Regions from separate parts of the Capra hircus genome. Here region 2 is linked to region 1. Evidence: chromatin contacts called from public Hi-C data. All regions are on one chromosome and are shown on one strand. Each heading gives the region's core, a stretch centred on a gene start, on an enhancer-like site or on the middle of the called end of the contact. The rest is flanking DNA. Distances are from core to core; before and after follow the strand shown. Region 1 has its middle 89 kb from the start of NCEH1. Region 2 holds the start of TNFSF10 (tumor necrosis factor ligand superfamily member 10).

Region 1 (3,822 bases), core at 1,216-3,715:
TCACATTTCCACTCCCCCTGCCCCACCCCGAGGCTCAAGAAGGTTCTAGCATTTGAATTCTGTATCAGAAAGAAAACCAGGAAAAGGACATCTCAAAGTTCATGTCCCACCCAGTGTACTATCCTGGGAAGCCGACAGAGGGCATAGATGCTGTGAAAGTCAACCCCGGAGTTGTTTTATTTCAAATAGCTTTGTCAGTTTTACTTTCTATTTCTTAATCTAAGTTCTCAGTTTCCATTCTTGTCAAGGGAAGGCATACACCAGGATTTATAAACCCTGTTTATCCCTTATTTCTCATAGAACTCTAGGCTCTACAGATCTGTAAGATTTATTCTAATAAGCCTGATCAGTGCACACTTCCTCCCCCTCTGACTATATCTCGTAGTGACACAAAAAAAGCATCAGGGTCAAATTTGGTGCCCCCAAATTGCAGGGCGGGGCAAAATCACAAACCAACAGTTTTACACTTCAGCCTGTGAGAGGAAGCAGCAACTTGAAGTAAAAGCAAACTACCAGAAAATTCTAAATACACATTCTGAGCTCACCTACTTCTAAAACTAGTTTTTAAAAGTTATTATTCCTTTTCCCTTCTCTGTCATGTTTATAAGGATTTTCTCTCCATCCAGGGAAAGACTTTTTTTTTTAAGCTGAAAAGAAATGTGCAGTCTCATAAAATCTTGGACTCAGTTCAAAACTTATCTAAGAACTCCACCCTGTCCTTGGCAAAGTCCAGATTAACTTTCCGTCAGTAGCCCACCAAGCTCCTCTGTCCATGGACTCCTCCAGGCAAGAACACTGGAGTGTGGGTAGCCATTTCTCTTTCCAGGAGATCTTCCCAACCCAGGGATCAAACCAGGGTCTCCTGCTCTGCAGGTGGATTACCATCTGAGTCACCAGGAAGTGGTTAATCAGGCAAGTAGTGTGTTAGCCACCAAGGGAGCAGTTTCTAGATAACTGTACCAGCTTAGCTGAATTTATGGCCCACATGTTCTCTTTACCTGAGGAATAAAGTGTAAAGGGAAAATACTGTTCTCATCTAAACGAACCATAAAATAGACAACCTATTTCTACAGCTTTCAGGATACATACATGTAAACTATATATATATATACATATATATATTCATTTACTATATACATGAATATATAACCTATGCAATATCTATCTATATCTTGATAATTAATTGCTAAAGTAATAATATTTATTTACCTCTGGAGAACTCAAAGTATAATTACTGCTCTTATTTTCCTGTCTGCATTGTCTTTGGTGGAGAAGGCAATGGCACCCCACTCCAGTACTCTTGCCTGGAAAATCACATGGATGAGGGAGCCTGGTAGGCTGCAGTCCATGGGGTCGCTAGAGTCGGACACGACTGAGCGACTTCACTTTCACTTCTCACTTTCACGCATTGGAGAAGGAAATGGCAACCCACTCCAGTGTTCTTGCCTGGAGAATCCCAGGGACAGGGGAGCCTGGTGGGCTGCTGTCCGTGGGGTCACACAGAATCGGACACAACTGAAGTGACTTAGCAGCACTGTCTTTGGGAGGGAGGGAAGGCAGGACAAAGGGAGGGAAGAAGGGAGGAGAAATCAAAACTGAGATTTCTTAAAGGTCACTCAGGGAATTTGGCTGAGTTTGAACAGACAGGAACACCTGCCTGTTAGACTGACACTTGAGGGGAAACTTCCAACACACAGACTCATAAGTTGATTGCCTTAGGTGACTTAGTGTGGATTTGTCTGGGTTGAATTCTAGAATTTTCAGAATTTTGAGGAGAAACAATGAATTATTTCTTGGTCTCTGCTGTGTTTATAACAAAATCAGCATGACAATCACGTCCTCAGGGACGTGGGGAGAAAGTTTTCTCGGGACTGAAACTCTGCTTCGGTGCACATCAGCATATGCACATTTTATAGCTCAGAACTGTGTTCCCATGGTACCTAGATTTGCTGGGCAGAAAAGGGAACCAAACAACCTATCTCTGGCCTCTGGACCCCTGCCCATCTTTCTACCAGGCATCTTTACCTAGGAAAGGCAAAAGATTTAAGAAAAGTTATTCGGTAGAGATTCCAGTGCTAAAGAAAAATCCACTGGGATATTTTGGACTGAAGCTTACTTTCCTTTCATACTATTGTGTGGCAAGAAGTTCATGAGTGAGACTGAGAAGCCTTACCAAAGGTGAATGAGAGAGAGGCAGCTGGACCTAGGAAAGGAATTGATTGACTAATTCTTCCCTCATTCTACCCTAGCAAGTGCAAAACAAAAGAAACAAACAAAACCAAATCCTTTTAACTAAATGCTTTGCCTGTCAAGATTTAGCTCATCCTGGGGCTTCCATGGTGGTCTAGTGGTTAAGAATCTGCCTGCCAATGCAGGGGACATGGGTTTGTTCCCGGGTCAGGGACGCTCCCACATGTTGCAGAGCATCTAAGCCTGTGTGTCACAACTACTGAGCCTGGGTGCTGCAGCTACTGCAGCCCACATGCCTAGAGCCCGTGCTCCGCAACAAGAGAAGCCACCACGATGAGACGCCTGCACACCACAGCTAGAGCGTAGCCCCTGCTCACTGCAACTAGGGGAAAGCCCAAGCACCGTCAAAGACTCAGCACAGTCCATAAAGAAATAAAATTGTTTTAAAAAAGAAAGAAAAGAGGAAAAGACTTAAAAGAGATTTACTGTATCCTGCTTCATGAAAGAAAAAAAAAGTCATAATAATAAGGAATTGACTCTGCATAGAAGCTGATGTTCTTAAACCCCCAGGGTCTTTCCAAAGAATTATCATTATTTCAAAGAAAAAATGCATTGGAGAAAATAAATATCCATGCTTATATATTTAATTTGTAAAGATGAGGAATGTTTTCTTTAGAAAATGGCCCTACTGATTCTTTATAATGTTTTCATCCTATAGTAAACACATTAAAGAGATATATCTCTTATGCTCAGACCTAAATCCTTTTCCCGTATTTTCTCTTTTCTCTCTTCTTCCTTTTTCTGCTCTCCTTTTCTGATCTCTAGTCTCTCTAATTTTCTTTGGTTTCTGAAGATAGAATCAGGAAAAGAAAAGAAGGAAAAAAATTAGGTGTGTATTTACCACACTGCAAGACTTTACAAATGTATTTTTACCAGAGTAAACAAATAAGGAAAGAGATGAACCTAAGTGTACCCAGGTTAATTTGCCTTAAATATTCTCAGTTTAGTCTGAGAAGGATCAGTGTACTATAGATCCATATCCCAGAAGTAAATAAATGCCTGTAGCACTATCTCATGAATTCACTCACACTTCTTTTGAGTTTAAATAAAATAAGGTGCTTTCATGAGGTGGCTTTTCCGTGCGTGTGTCTGGGTGTTTGGGTGGAGGAGTGACTGTAGGGATCTGTTTGAATGTGTACTTATTTTTCCAGTTTTTGAGCTGATTTCCTAGAATTGTTTAGCGTTTCACTTTTACTTTCTCTTGCCTCAGATGACCTAAAGAGGCCTTTGGTTACTTGGGAAATAAACTTGCTGTTTCTCTTCTGGTAGCCTTTGTTGATTTTTATCTGTTCAGTTCCACAGATCTTGATGGCTTATGGTTCTGGATTCAAAAGCTAAATCTGAGGGGTTCTGACATATAGCAACAGGTTCTAGAGCTCCATCCATTCTGTAAGTTTTCAGCATTAAACTTGGCAGTGGAAAACTATAGCCTGGTTTGGGGAAGACTGGTTCATCTCTTCCCCTTACACCATGTTTTGCATCATGGAATGGTTTCTACAGTGGGGGTAATTGTCATCTCTGTCAATAAAAAGAGCCCCAAAAGTTGTGTTAGTGGCTGAGGAATCAGGCTCC
Region 2 (3,873 bases), core at 838-3,337, 91 kb after region 1:
AAAGCAATGAGTCAGTGTGATGGAGCAGCAGGCATGCGTGTCTACAGGGTGTCACAGCAGGGGCACGACATTACAGAAGGCCTACCTGAGTCGTGGAGAGATGCAAAATCCTCAGTTCAGGGTCCAGAAGAGCTGTGTGTGACGCACGGGACCCCTAAGGACATCAGTATTGACCAAGGAACCCACATTACTGGCCTTGAAGTTCAGGAAAGGGCTGCTGGAAATGACCAGCCCTAGTGCTGCTAGGCTAACCCAGAGGATGAGCGGGGTCACATCAGCAACAAGTGAGATGGGAACCCCACTCTCAACATGTGGACACATCCCAGGAGCAATGGTCCCAGTGCCCACGCCCTGTGAACCCAAAGGCTACTTGAAAGTCACACCATTCAAGTTCAAGGCACACTGCCATTAGGACTACCCATTAGGAAAAAGCTTGCTTTTGTCCGGGCCATAGGATCTAACCCCAGGAGAACACATTATAAGCCAGTCCTGGGACTGGCATGTGAGTCCCTGGTGGTTTGGGTTTGCCAACTCGTGGGGAATAGGATAGAAAGGGATTTATAGATCTCACCTGTCTGTTAACTGCTCCACCAAAGACCAATAAGGTAATTAATCCAGGCCCCAGCTAGAGGAAGGCACCATCATGTTAACCCTGAGGGTCTCTCTAGGACTCAGTATAGGCTCTGGGGACTGCAGGTGAATAGATGGGATGGTGCTGCCCCCCAGGACAGAAACCTCAGGCAGGGGCGGCACTATCTCAGGATAGTGCTTGTATGTTGGTTAATGGTCATAATTTTCCCTGTCTTGTGCCTGGTAAGCATACTTAGTCTGGGTGGAGGCAATCTGTTTGCAGACTGGGCACAGTGGTGGCCTCGCTGGGAAATGAGCCTGCTTGCTGGGTCTATAGCAGGATGCCATTGTCGTCCTCCTCTGGACTTTCATGGAAACTTGAGCCTGTAACCAGCTGGCTCGAATGTTTGCCCACCTCTTAGGCTCTTGACACTCTTTAGCTGCTGTTGTCTGTATTGTGTTTGTGGTGTCTGGTTGCAGTGCCCCTGTACATACGTGAGCCCAGGGATATCACAGAAGAGGGATGGACCAAGATTGTAAGGGTCGTGCAAGGGTGCAGGGGTGGAGCGTACTGTCAAACCATTCAGGATGGCTGTTCTCTTGCTCTCTGTTCGTCCCCTACTTGACCAGGCCCTGCTTCAATCACATGACTATCCAATCCTCCTAATTACAGGGCTTCATCAGTAACTGCCTGCAAGCTTGCCCCCACCCCATCTCCTGGTTTCCTTGGTAACTGATGAGCCCACCTAAAATCAATTTCCGCCCTGTCCCTCCCACCCATACATGGTAGCCTCCCTCTCCCCCGAGGAGCAAAGACTGCTGCCATGTCCTGCCTGCCATGGTGAGATGTCACTCCAGGACATTTTGCTTCAAACATGTAAGATCTCCTGTCCACCAAACTATTGATGTCCCCATCACTGTATCCAGCCTCTTTGTTTGGTCTGGAGGCTGGGCAACCACAAGCTTTCAGGCTGGTGGGGTGTGGCCCAATAACTACCTAATCAAAATAAATAAAATGTAAAGTAAGAACATGAAGAATGTTTATACAATTAGAAAATGATGGAAAGACACATACTTATAAAACCTGGCGACCTGGATAGACTCTAGCCTAAACAGTGAATGAATGGAATAGTTCACAGAAACATGGACTTGCTGGTGCCCGTGTTGACAAGGACCTTTTCAAAACAAGCCCCAGATTTTGTTTTAATTAATGGATTGAAGTTATTATGATTGTAACGCTTACAACTTTTTTCACTTTTCTAATCCAGTGGAAGCTATATTCACTTCCTAAGGCTGCCACAATGAAGTAGCACAAACAGAATTGTGTTGTCTTGCAGTTCTAGGGGTTAGAAATCCAAAACCAGAGACAGAGAGCCCTGTGCCCCTGAAAACTGTAGTGGACCTGCCTTGCTTCCCCCTAGCTTCTAGTCCTTTAGGATCTGTTTTTTCTCCTCTTTACAAGTTTCAGTTTCAGTTTGACTTGCCGCTTTTCACTAAGTAAAACTTAAAAATTTGCTCCACCCCCGCAGTCCTAATCTGCTGCTTGACTGTAGTGGACCTGCCTTGCTTCCCCCTAGCTTCTAGTCGTTTAAGATTAGTAGACTTGCAACTGTTTTTTCTCCTCTTTACAAGTTTCAGTTTCGGTTTGACTTGCTGCTTTTCACTAAGTAAAACTTACAAATCTGCTCCACCCCACCGCAGTCCTAATCTGCAGCTTGACTCACTCTGCAGGAGTCCCATCCTACAGCGATCATGACCCTGATGCATACTCCGGGCTCCAGACTTGGACAGTTCTGCGTGCTGATCCTCATCTTCACAGTGCTGCTGCAGGTTTTTGGTATGGGCGTGTTCTACATGTATCTCAGCAAGGAGCTGAAGCAGGTCAGTACAATGCAAACGCTCCCTGACAGACTGCCTCTGTTGGCTCCTCTGTGAAGACTTTACAGAGGAAGAGAAGCCTCTCTTTCTCTGTCCTGCCCGGGGACCCTAACTGCTAATGCCTATCATTACTGAGAACTTTGCAAAAGTGAATTGAAAGGATTATGTGCACAAAGTATAGTTACAGAATTGGCTCGACCAGATTCTAGCAGATGCGGGAAATGAAACTGCTGAGGTAGTTTTGTATTTAACAGTATGTTATAATATTAACTGCTGCCATTCCTTGAGTTCTTTCTGCTTAACGTTTTAGAGTTCTTGACTCGAATTCTCGGGCAAGAGAGGAGCTGCCTCAGAGGAGGACTGTGTCTGCTTTTGCTTTCTGTGACACCTCTAAAAACTAGCACAGAGCTCCCACACTTGTTGAGTGAGTAACCAACCTTCACAAATGTGGTTCTACTGGGACATAGGGTACAGTCAAGGCTTAACCCAAAGACGAGCTCTAAGTCACCTGTAATAATGCTGTGGTGTGTTCCAAATTTTGCTAGTTCCAGTGGATTTTGAAAGCAAAATTACTGAAAATAAGCCAACTTCAGCTTTTGGCTTTCTATATAGTCCCTGGTACCTCAGCTGGTAAAGAATCCACCTGCAATGCAGAAGACCCTGGTTCGATTCCTGGGTCAGGAAGATCCTCTGGAGAAGGGATAGGCTATCATCTCCAATATTCATGGGCTTCCCTGGTGGCTCAGATGGTAAACCATCTGCCTGCAATGTGGGAGACCTGGGTTCAATCCCTGGGTTGGGAAGATCCCCTGGAGGAGGACATGGCAACCTACTCCAGTATTCTTGCCTGGAGAATCTCCATGGGCAGAGAAGCCTGGCAAGTTACAGTCCATGGGGTCACAGACAGTCAAACATGACTGAGTGACTAAACACAGCACTCACATACACATATATATTTAATGTATTTTTTATTGGCATGTAGTTGATTTACAATGTCAGTTTCTGCTGTATAGCAAAGTGAGTCTGTTATACATAGCCACTCTTTTTTCAGATTCTTTTCCCCTATAAGTGACTACAGAGTATTGAATAAAGTTCCCTGTGCTATACAATAGGTTCTTATTTTTCATCTATTTTATATATACTATATATTTTTACACATTTTTGTTGTTGTTCAGTCGCTCAGTCATGTCCGACTCTTTGCCCCATGGACTGCAGCATGCCAGGCCTCCCTGTCCCTTACCATCTCCTGGAGTTTGCCCAAACTCATGTTCATTGCATTGGTGATGCCATCCAGCCATCTCATCCTCTGTTGCCCTCTTCTCTTTCTGCCTTCAATCTTTCCCAGCATCAGGGTCTTTTCCAATGAGTTGGCTGTTCACATCAGATGACCAAAGTATTGGAGCTTCAGTTTCAGTCTTTCCAATT

Evidence for each region. Hi-C and Micro-C count contacts between places; a contact is called where the count stands out from the background.
Region 2: a Hi-C map of liver shows a contact between it and region 1, with 2.7 times the contacts expected there. The contact joins the promoter of TNFSF10 here to the enhancer-like site in region 1. A contact is called at or near these places in 2 of 5 Hi-C or Micro-C datasets (blood and liver).

Annotation. Positions count from the first base shown.
Region 1 is chr1:94,451,881-94,455,702 of ARS1.2, forward strand. No RefSeq gene overlaps it. Among named protein-coding and RNA genes, the nearest start is that of NCEH1, 89 kb to the left of the region's middle. Within about 2 kb of position 2,466, at least 2 of the 5 cell types and tissues checked have an H3K27ac peak or open chromatin away from gene starts, as enhancers often do.
Region 2 is chr1:94,543,673-94,547,545 of ARS1.2, forward strand. TNFSF10 (tumor necrosis factor ligand superfamily member 10) reads left to right here and starts at 2,088. Exons shown (of 5, transcript XM_005675308.3): 1 at 2,088-2,451. The coding sequence starts at 2,323.